Regions from separate parts of the Zea mays genome. Here all the other regions are linked to region 2. Evidence: chromatin contacts called from public Hi-C data. All regions are on one chromosome and are shown on one strand. The core of a region is the stretch at or near the end of the contact, and the rest is flanking DNA. Distances in the headings are between cores, read along the strand shown.

Region 1 (2,700 bases), core at 110-2,609, 160 kb before region 2:
GTGTGATCAGTGGCAGAGCAACAGGGGGGGGGGGGGGGGATTCCATATATATGCTCATGCTACACCTAGCTAGCTGTTACTACCTTACAGGTTGTGGTTTGTCCATGAGCAAGAGAAGCCGGCAAGTAAGATGAAAAATAAGATGACGTAAAGCTTGTTTGATGACATTGTGTATGAGCTCCTACACCATTCAGTACAACCCGTCAATAATTTAAGAATAGAGAAATGCTTGAGAGACGTAATGAGCAGTAAATGCAGGAGAGCCATGGGTGTCAGACATATGTCTTACTGTGTGGATTATACATGGATTTTTTTTCTTCTTTAATGGACTGGCATCCAGCCTCCAATGCATTTGAGAACAATATCATGATTCATAACAGAAGTTGGGTATATGCATGCAGTTACCACATGAGGATCATCCTTCTCAATCGCAATAGCCAGGTTCAAGCAGCTGCTGCAGAATCCCTTATTTTGCTTTCTCAGTTGCACAAATTCTAGTTTTCCAAGGCAGGCAGAGCAAACCGAGTAAAATGGACAGCACAGGCACTGATAATCAGAACGTCCTCTGCAATGGACACATGTGTGCCAATCTGTACAAAGCCAAAAATAGGACCACGAATGAATTATAATAGATTTCAAGAGTCCAGAAGCTAAAAAGACATTTCATAAAAGAGGTTAAAACAGACATTCCATCCATGATCATATATGTCAGGTGCAAAATGCTTATTATGTGCAACTATTTAAGTCCTGGTTAGTTTGATGTGTTGTCAGACAAAAGAAGTTGGATAGTTATTGTTTACAAGTTTTTATTGGAGGCATTGAAATGCTAGTTGTATTTATGTTCCATGTTGCATACTGCTGGGAAAAATCCTAATTGATCTACGCAACACTCGTGAAGAAGCTATCAGTGTAAGAGAGCATACAACTAACCACCTCTCCCTCCCTCCCACCCACCCACCTCTCCCCGACGCCTCGTTTCCCCTCAGCCAACGACCAGCGGACACTCCGACGCCAGCGACCACCTTTCCCAGCCCTGCACCGACCTCCTGTCCTGGGATTGGCGACCACCTCAGTCCCCACCGTAGACGCTGGCCCACCAAAGGCGTCGACCCCTTAAGGTAGGACCAAGTTTGATCGGTGGCATGGTACCAGTCCGGGCTACCTCCATGACGTTGTTTTGTCTGTTCCAGCACCTGCTTCCTCGGCAGCAAAGGGTGCAGCTTAACCATCGAAGGCCTTTCAGGGCAAAAAACTCGCTCGTCCGCAAAAGGTACAGAGTTTCGTTTGCAAATCGATTTGTGGATGCCAACAGCTGGCAACTGGCAGAATCCCGCCAATCCCGTCATCTTCGAGTCAAGTCTCCTCGTGGCTATTGTCAAGTGCCAGTGTGGTACAGGCGGTACTGCGCAGGTTGTATTGGTGGGAAACTGGAGGGCGGGGCGTGGTGGCTCGTCGCCTGGAAGATGGTCCAGGCGCCGTGGCTGCCCGAGAGGAGAGGCTGGTAGGTGAACAAGGGGCAGGGAGCAATAATATCTTTATTACTTCTTGCCTATCTGGCAGATTACAAAAGTCCTACTTATATAGGCCTATAGCCAACTGAAATCTCCTAACAAATAGGCTGATCTAAACAGCTTGAACCAACTGAAATCTCCTAACAAATAGGCTAATCTAAACAGCTTGAATCCCTATCTTAACAAACTCCCCTATAGCAGACTTATCCCTTCAGGCGGCCTAGGACTCGCCATCCTTATCCCTTCTCTTGTATGTCTACCCGACCATAACATCTCTCCCCGCCTTCAAGAACAACTCGTCCTCGAGCTGATGATCTGGGTACTGGTCCTTGAACTTCTGCAGTGGTTCCCATGTAGCCTGCTCGGTAGTCATGCCTCCCCACTGGACGATAACATGCCAAATGCCTCGCCGAAGACTGGCCTGTAGGACCTTGTCTGGTACTGGCAATAAGTGCCCCTGTGCTGTTGGGGGCAATTGTGGAATCTCTGTTGGCGGAGTGCCGTGAAATGCCTTTAAGAGTCCCACATGAAAAACATCATGTAAACGAGCTCCCATTCCAGGTGTCTTGTAGGGCTCTAGTAGAGAGTCCAGTAGGCCTTGTTTATTTTTCTTTCTTTCTTCTTTTTTTTCTTCTTTATTTCTTTTTTCTGTTGTGTTTGTATTTGGTCTAATTTTAGACCCTTCTTCTAAATTCAATGATACGCAGCTCTCCTGCGTGTTCGAAAAAAACGAGCGCCGGCTGGGAGCTGAAGTCTGTAGGCTACTAACCCGACTCGTTCCAGAACTTGGAAAGGACCTGCATACTTTGGTGCCAGCTTGCTGTGTGCTTTGTCAACCAGGGAGCGCATTGGCCTATGTAGGAGTCGAAGCCAGACCCAGTCTCCTACCTCAAAAGTCACTTCTCGGTGATGGTTGTCATACCAACGCTTGGCATGCTGCTGTGCTTGAAGAAGACGGTCCCGCACCTCTGCCAGGAAATTGTCTCGGTCTTGTAGCAGGTCTTCCACGGTTTGGGATTGCGTCGTGCCCTGTTGGTATGGTACCAGTGCCGGAGGCTCACGTCCGTATACCAATTTGAATGGTGTAGTCTGCAGCGCTGAGTGGAAGGATGTACTATAGCAATATTCCGACCATGGAAGCCAGTCCAGCCAGGAACGAGGTCGATCTCCTGTGATGCATCGCAAGTAC
Region 2 (2,700 bases), core at 86-2,585:
CCCTAAGGATGGCAAAAAAAAAGTGTCCCAACTAGTTATGGCCTTAGACCATCTTCAACCATTCTTCCCACATTTCCCCGCCTATCTGTACTTTCTATTATACTTTACTATGTTACCCCATAAAATATTCCCCCATATCCAGGACATTTCCAACCATTCACTATATCCAACTCCCTATATACTATAATTCAGTTATTTAACATTTTTATCAGTTTTCAAAATTTCAAAAAATCATAGACTATTTGTACTACTATAATACACATTATTATCAGGTTATGATACTTAAAAAAGGTTAATATCACAAAGAAATGGGGTAATTAAAGTATGGGGGAGATTGAACTCACCCCATTTTATATAGGGAGCTGCCTCTCTCCCCCATATGGGGTATTGGGTGAGCTGTGGGAGCATCGTTGGAGGGGATTTTCACCCCAAAACGCACCCTACCTAGGGTGGGGGAGTTATGGGGGCATTGTTGGAGCTGGCCTTACGGGTAAGCTCAGTATGTATCAGTTTCTACAAGCGACTCAGGAAAAACCGGCGTGTGTAGAAGGCAAATTCCACAAAGTCAGAGGCAGGGAAGGGAAGAGGATGGAAAGGCGTCACCTTTTCGTCGAATACGAGGCGGACGCGCGCGGCGGCTTTGCTCTGGCGGCGCATCCTGTACAGCCGGCGCCCGAGCACAGCGAATCCGAGCAGCGCGACGGCGAACGGCACCGAACAGGCGCTCCTCGCCGCGCGCATCGCCCAAACACGCAGCGCGTCGAGCGGCAGCTTCCACCACCGGACGTGTTCTCCTCCCTTCGCCACGGCCCCCTCCACCCCATCAGCCGCGGCCGCCATCACCCCGCCCTCCTCCCTGGCCCGCCCCACGGGATCGGTGGCCTCGACCTCGGGCCTCTCCCCGTCGGAGGACGAGTCCGACCATAGCGCCGCGCGGTCGCGGCCGGGGAAGAGAAGGTCGTCAGGGTCCGGCTCCACCCAGCTCGCGTTGTCCGACGCCCTGAGAAGCCCCTCCTCCGCGCCCTCCTCCTCGTCCCCCGTAGACAGCGACGCCCTCCGGGGGTACTTGGCGTCGGAGCCGAGGTCGAAGTAGTCGTGCTTGATGGCGCCGGCGTCGTCCTCCCCGCCTCCGGCGTACGGCTCGGCCGCCGAGGCCGCCTTGGGGGACGCGAGGAGGAGCTCCCAGTCGTCGTCCATCTCGCGGAAGGCTGGCTAGGGTTCGCGAGCGGGATTCGGAGGGAAAAAAGGGAGGGGAGGGGAAGGGAAGGAGGGAGGGAGAGTGGTGTGCCGTGTCGGGTGGGGAAGGGAGACGAAGATTCGCGGGCTGCAAGGAAACGGTGGTTATTTTGCGGTTGCTTGGAGTTCAGCGTTCGGAGGGAATTCGATTCGTGTAATGCCACGAGTCATCTCAATATAGTGCATCATCGGTGATTCAGTGGTCGTCAGTAAACGGGCCAATTTTATAGTTACTTATTTCATCTTAACGGTGTTTAAATGTACTAAGCTAATAGTTAACTAAAAATTGCTATAGGAATTAGCTAGAGCATCTACAAGAGATTAGTTAAAAGAATTAGCTAGATTAGCCAGATTTCACGCATAAAAGAGTTGGCTACTCCAACACTCTAAAATTCAGAGTCTCCATATTAAAAAAAATGCCACGTCAATAGTATTCTTTAGATTGTAGAGGCTTTCAGCACCACGCATGATTTTTTTTCTTGCCGGTCGATGCTGCCTCCGGCGCCGCCCAACATTTTGTTGCTAGCTGATGCTGTTGCTGGTCGCCGAACAAAGCAAGCAGGGATAGCCTATGTCCACTAGCCGGAAAGCACGCATTAGCAGACGTCTGGATAATTTGAGGCTAGCATATGATCTCCTGTTGCTCAGCGGTGTTCATGGTACTCAGAGGCGAGCTACATGACGTGATGGTAGGAAAAACACAAGAAAAAAAAATCTTCGGCCTCCAGCAGGTGTGGTCTTGTGGCGGCGGGAGTGAAGGCACGTGCGCGAAACAGGCATGCCAAGCAAGAACACCGAAATAGCGTTGAAGGAAAAATGAAAAACGAGAAGAGCCTATTGGATTCTATATGTAGCCTCGAATTTCTAAATCGGACTTCTCATGTCGAGATTATTGCCAACAAGTTGCTCTAACAAATAATTAGCTATTTTATATGTTTTAACTAATTTTAGTAGCTAACTATTAACTCTACTATATTGAAACATTACATAAGGTTATGTATGGAACCTCTAGAACTAATAGTTAGATATTAAAAATTAGTTGTTGGGTTCCAAATATTCTCAAGCTAATTGTTAGCTACTTCACATCTAATAATTTGTTCATTAGCTGGCTGTAGGGAGCCTTCGGCTTCCGAAGGTCCTCAAAAACATGATTTGACAATGTTTTCCAAGTATGCGAGTAGACATCTTCGGAATCAGGTTACGGGTAAACAAGAGCATGGTCAAGACGAAGCTTGACTGGGATGGAAGGCGATCATGACGAAGGTTGAGACGATCACGAAGCTATATGCAGAAAAGCTTCGGCATGACAGCAGAAAAAGGGAACCAACTTAAAGATGAAAAGCCAAATTAGACCTCGAAGAATTACTATAGAGTTATTGATAAAAGTAAAGGGCATTAATGTAATTTTACACGGGCTGCGTCTCGTGCCTATAAATAGATGAACAGTACTCCCGTACTGTTCAC
Region 3 (2,700 bases), core at 103-2,602, 230 kb before region 2:
TTTGTTACTGGAGAGTAAGCTCTTTGCATGAAAGCTTATTAATAGCATGATCTGTTTGTTAAATCCATGTTAGTATTTTACTATTTTAGGTGTGCGGCCTGAAATGATTTACAGATCATTGCTCTTCGAAGAGCAAAGAGGAGAAATATGGAGAGGCTTGTGCTAGCATGTGGTGGTGAAGCAGTCAATTCAGTTGATGACTTGACTGAACGTTGTCTTGGTTGGGCTGGTCTTGTCTATGATCATGTTCTTGGAGAAGAAAAGTACACATTTGTGGAGAATGTGAAAAATCCTCACTCTTGTACTATACTAATTAAAGGTTGTTTATTCTTAAGAAACAACATCGTCTTCTCTGACACCCTAATTGAGCTGTGAATTGATTATCGTTTGACATATTCAGGACCTAATGACCATACCATTGCACAAACCAAGGATGCTGTCCGTGATGGTCTAAGATCAGTTAAGAACACAATTGAAGATGGAGCAGCCGTGCTGGTATGATTTATAATTTTTCTCTGTTCTGAAAGCTAGCAGGAATTAGGAAGAAGACTTTTGGGGTTTTGCCTTTTGTATTCACCATTGTTGACTCTGACAAAGGTTGCTACTTGCTAGTCTGGTTGGTGTTATTGGTAACTTACTCAACCTTGCATCTATAATAAGTTTGATAAAGGGCAATCTGGTTGTTTTCCCTTCATTTTTACAGTTTTCTTAATTCATTTGTTCTATGCTTATTTAACATACATCCGAATCAGGGGTGTGTGGGTTGCTTCTTCTAAAATAGCCAGGACAAAATTATGAAGTTAGAAAAAAAAGAAGATAAACTCACAATTAGACTGTAGGACGAGGACAAAAACACCGGTTTCCGATACATTTGTGGTTCCAGTTAGTCTCTTTTCAAAAAGTAGGTTGCATTCGGTCATTGTTCTGTACGTTGTTTTAATCTTTGGATTACTATTGGGTGTAGGGATGAAAATGGATACTGTCATTGTTCTGTACGTTGTTTTAATCTCTGGATTACTATTGGGTGTAGGGATGAAAATGGATAATTGAATTGTTAGAACAAATTTAATATTTTAAAGTAGATATGTACGTAATCTGTTCTTATATTATCAAACATATTATTGTAATAAGAATATTTTTTGTATAAATGATGTTATGCATTATTTGAACACGTAACTCCAAACTCGGCACGCAACTACGTGCCAAATACGGATACGGAGGTGTGCTTTGCTGGAGTTGGTCTGGCGTTATTCTCCTTCACGGCTCCCTTGACCGTGAGCCAGTAAGAACACCAGTCCGTCCGTACACGCGGAGTGGCGAATAAAAAACACGCCATGTGGGGCCCACTCCAAGAGAAAAAAAAACCGCGCCCCGCCTCCCAGTCCGTGCAGTCTGGTACAAGCAAACCCAGCAGCGCCGGGAATCAGCGATCAGCTGCGGGGCCCACGGGACTCTGGGAGCAGTTGCAGACGGACCTTATGGGCGTCGGTGCATCGGGTCTAGCGGAGACCCGCCATTCCCCTCCAGTTGGCCCCACCAGTCAGTAAAAGAAAGCACCCGGACCACCACGGACTTGCACCATCCAGCTCCACTTTCAACCACTCCGTCCGTCCTCTCCCCTTCGTCGCGCTGGTCGCTGCCGCCTCCCCCTCGTGTTCACACTCCTCTAGGCACCCTCAGGCCCCACGGTCTTCGTCCTCGCCTCGGCGTCTCAGCCTCGCGACCCGCGTGGAGCTCACGGCGGCGACCGCCATTGTAGTTCCCGGAGGTACAAAGCCCGCCTCTCTCTCTCTCTCTCCTCGCTGGAATGACTTGCTTTCTTCGCTTGTAGCGTTTCTCGGCTCCCGTGTATCGTAATCATCATCACGCGCGTTTGATTGCTTTGGGCTTTGGCATCGTCCCGTGCAGTTCCTTCAGCATTTGTGATTTAGGTGCTTGTTCAAGTGCTGCGATTACAGGGGGGGTGGGAGCTTGATTTGGTGCGCAAGGTGCGTAAACCTCGCACACGTGCACGCACGGCGCGCTCTGAGGTTGGGATCGGGAGTAGCAGTAGGTGTTTCAGGTGATCCTGTGTTTCCGCTCGGCTAGAGGCCCTGTGATTACGACAGATTTAAGGCTTAGGGGGTAATTGGATTTAGTGAGCTTACTATGGGAAGAGTACTCTTTGGGCTAAGTGGAGTTTCTGATCGTCAGCTTTTGCATGCGTTGAGTATGATAATTCGTTGTTCTCATGCCCAAGTTTCCACATTCCAAGAGATAGGAACGAAAGTACTCTGTATGCGCGATTTAAGGTCAAATACATTCGATAGGCTATACTGGCGATCACTTTATGGGATGTGCTTGTATATTTGACTGTCTATGTTTCCTTAAGTGGAGTAAGACCCATAAATGGCGTCTGAAATTTCTTTAAGCTGTACCACAATTTGTTTTTTTTTTTTGGCTTTGGTAAGTTCTACAGCTAAAATAGAGTCTTCAATCTTCATACAGGTCAATGGAGGAGTCAGTGCCAATGTCAGTAATCAGCAGTATTTCAAACTTCCGCACGCTGTCTACCAGCAGTGTGGTAGAAACTGAGCTAGTTAAGAGATACTGCCGGAAGATCAATGAAATCCTGGGTCTTTTGAAGCTGGTCCTGGATGAAGTTATCCCCCAGATTAGTCTAGATGATAGGATGCTTGAGGGACTAGCTGCTACTATCAA

What was found. A called contact is a pair of places that touch in the nucleus more often than the background predicts.
Region 1: a Hi-C map of ear shows a contact between it and region 2, with 1.8 times the contacts expected there. The contact joins the enhancer-like site here to the promoter of LOC100275396 in region 2. A contact is called at or near these places in 3 of 25 Hi-C or Micro-C datasets (ear, leaf and an unstated tissue).
Region 3: a Hi-C map of leaf shows a contact between it and region 2, with 8 times the contacts expected there. The contact joins the promoter of LOC103650913 here to the promoter of LOC100275396 in region 2. A contact is called at or near these places in 2 of 25 Hi-C or Micro-C datasets (ear and leaf).

The regions. Positions count from the first base shown.
Region 1 is chr3:175,343,845-175,346,544 of Zm-B73-REFERENCE-NAM-5.0, reverse strand. No RefSeq gene overlaps it. Among protein-coding and RNA genes, the nearest start is that of LOC109944867, 15 kb to the left of the region's middle. Within about 2 kb of position 1,359, at least 2 of the 20 cell types and tissues checked have an H3K27ac peak or open chromatin away from gene starts, as enhancers often do.
Region 2 is chr3:175,181,373-175,184,072 of Zm-B73-REFERENCE-NAM-5.0, reverse strand. It overlaps LOC100275396, which reads right to left and starts at 1,335. Exons shown (of 2, transcript NM_001320082.1): 1 at 604-1,335. The coding sequence starts at 1,197.
Region 3 is chr3:175,412,617-175,415,316 of Zm-B73-REFERENCE-NAM-5.0, reverse strand. It overlaps LOC103650913 (U-box domain-containing protein 4), which reads left to right and starts at 1,352. Exons shown (of 5, transcript XM_008676506.4): 1 at 1,352-1,768; 2 at 2,488-2,700. The coding sequence starts at 2,492.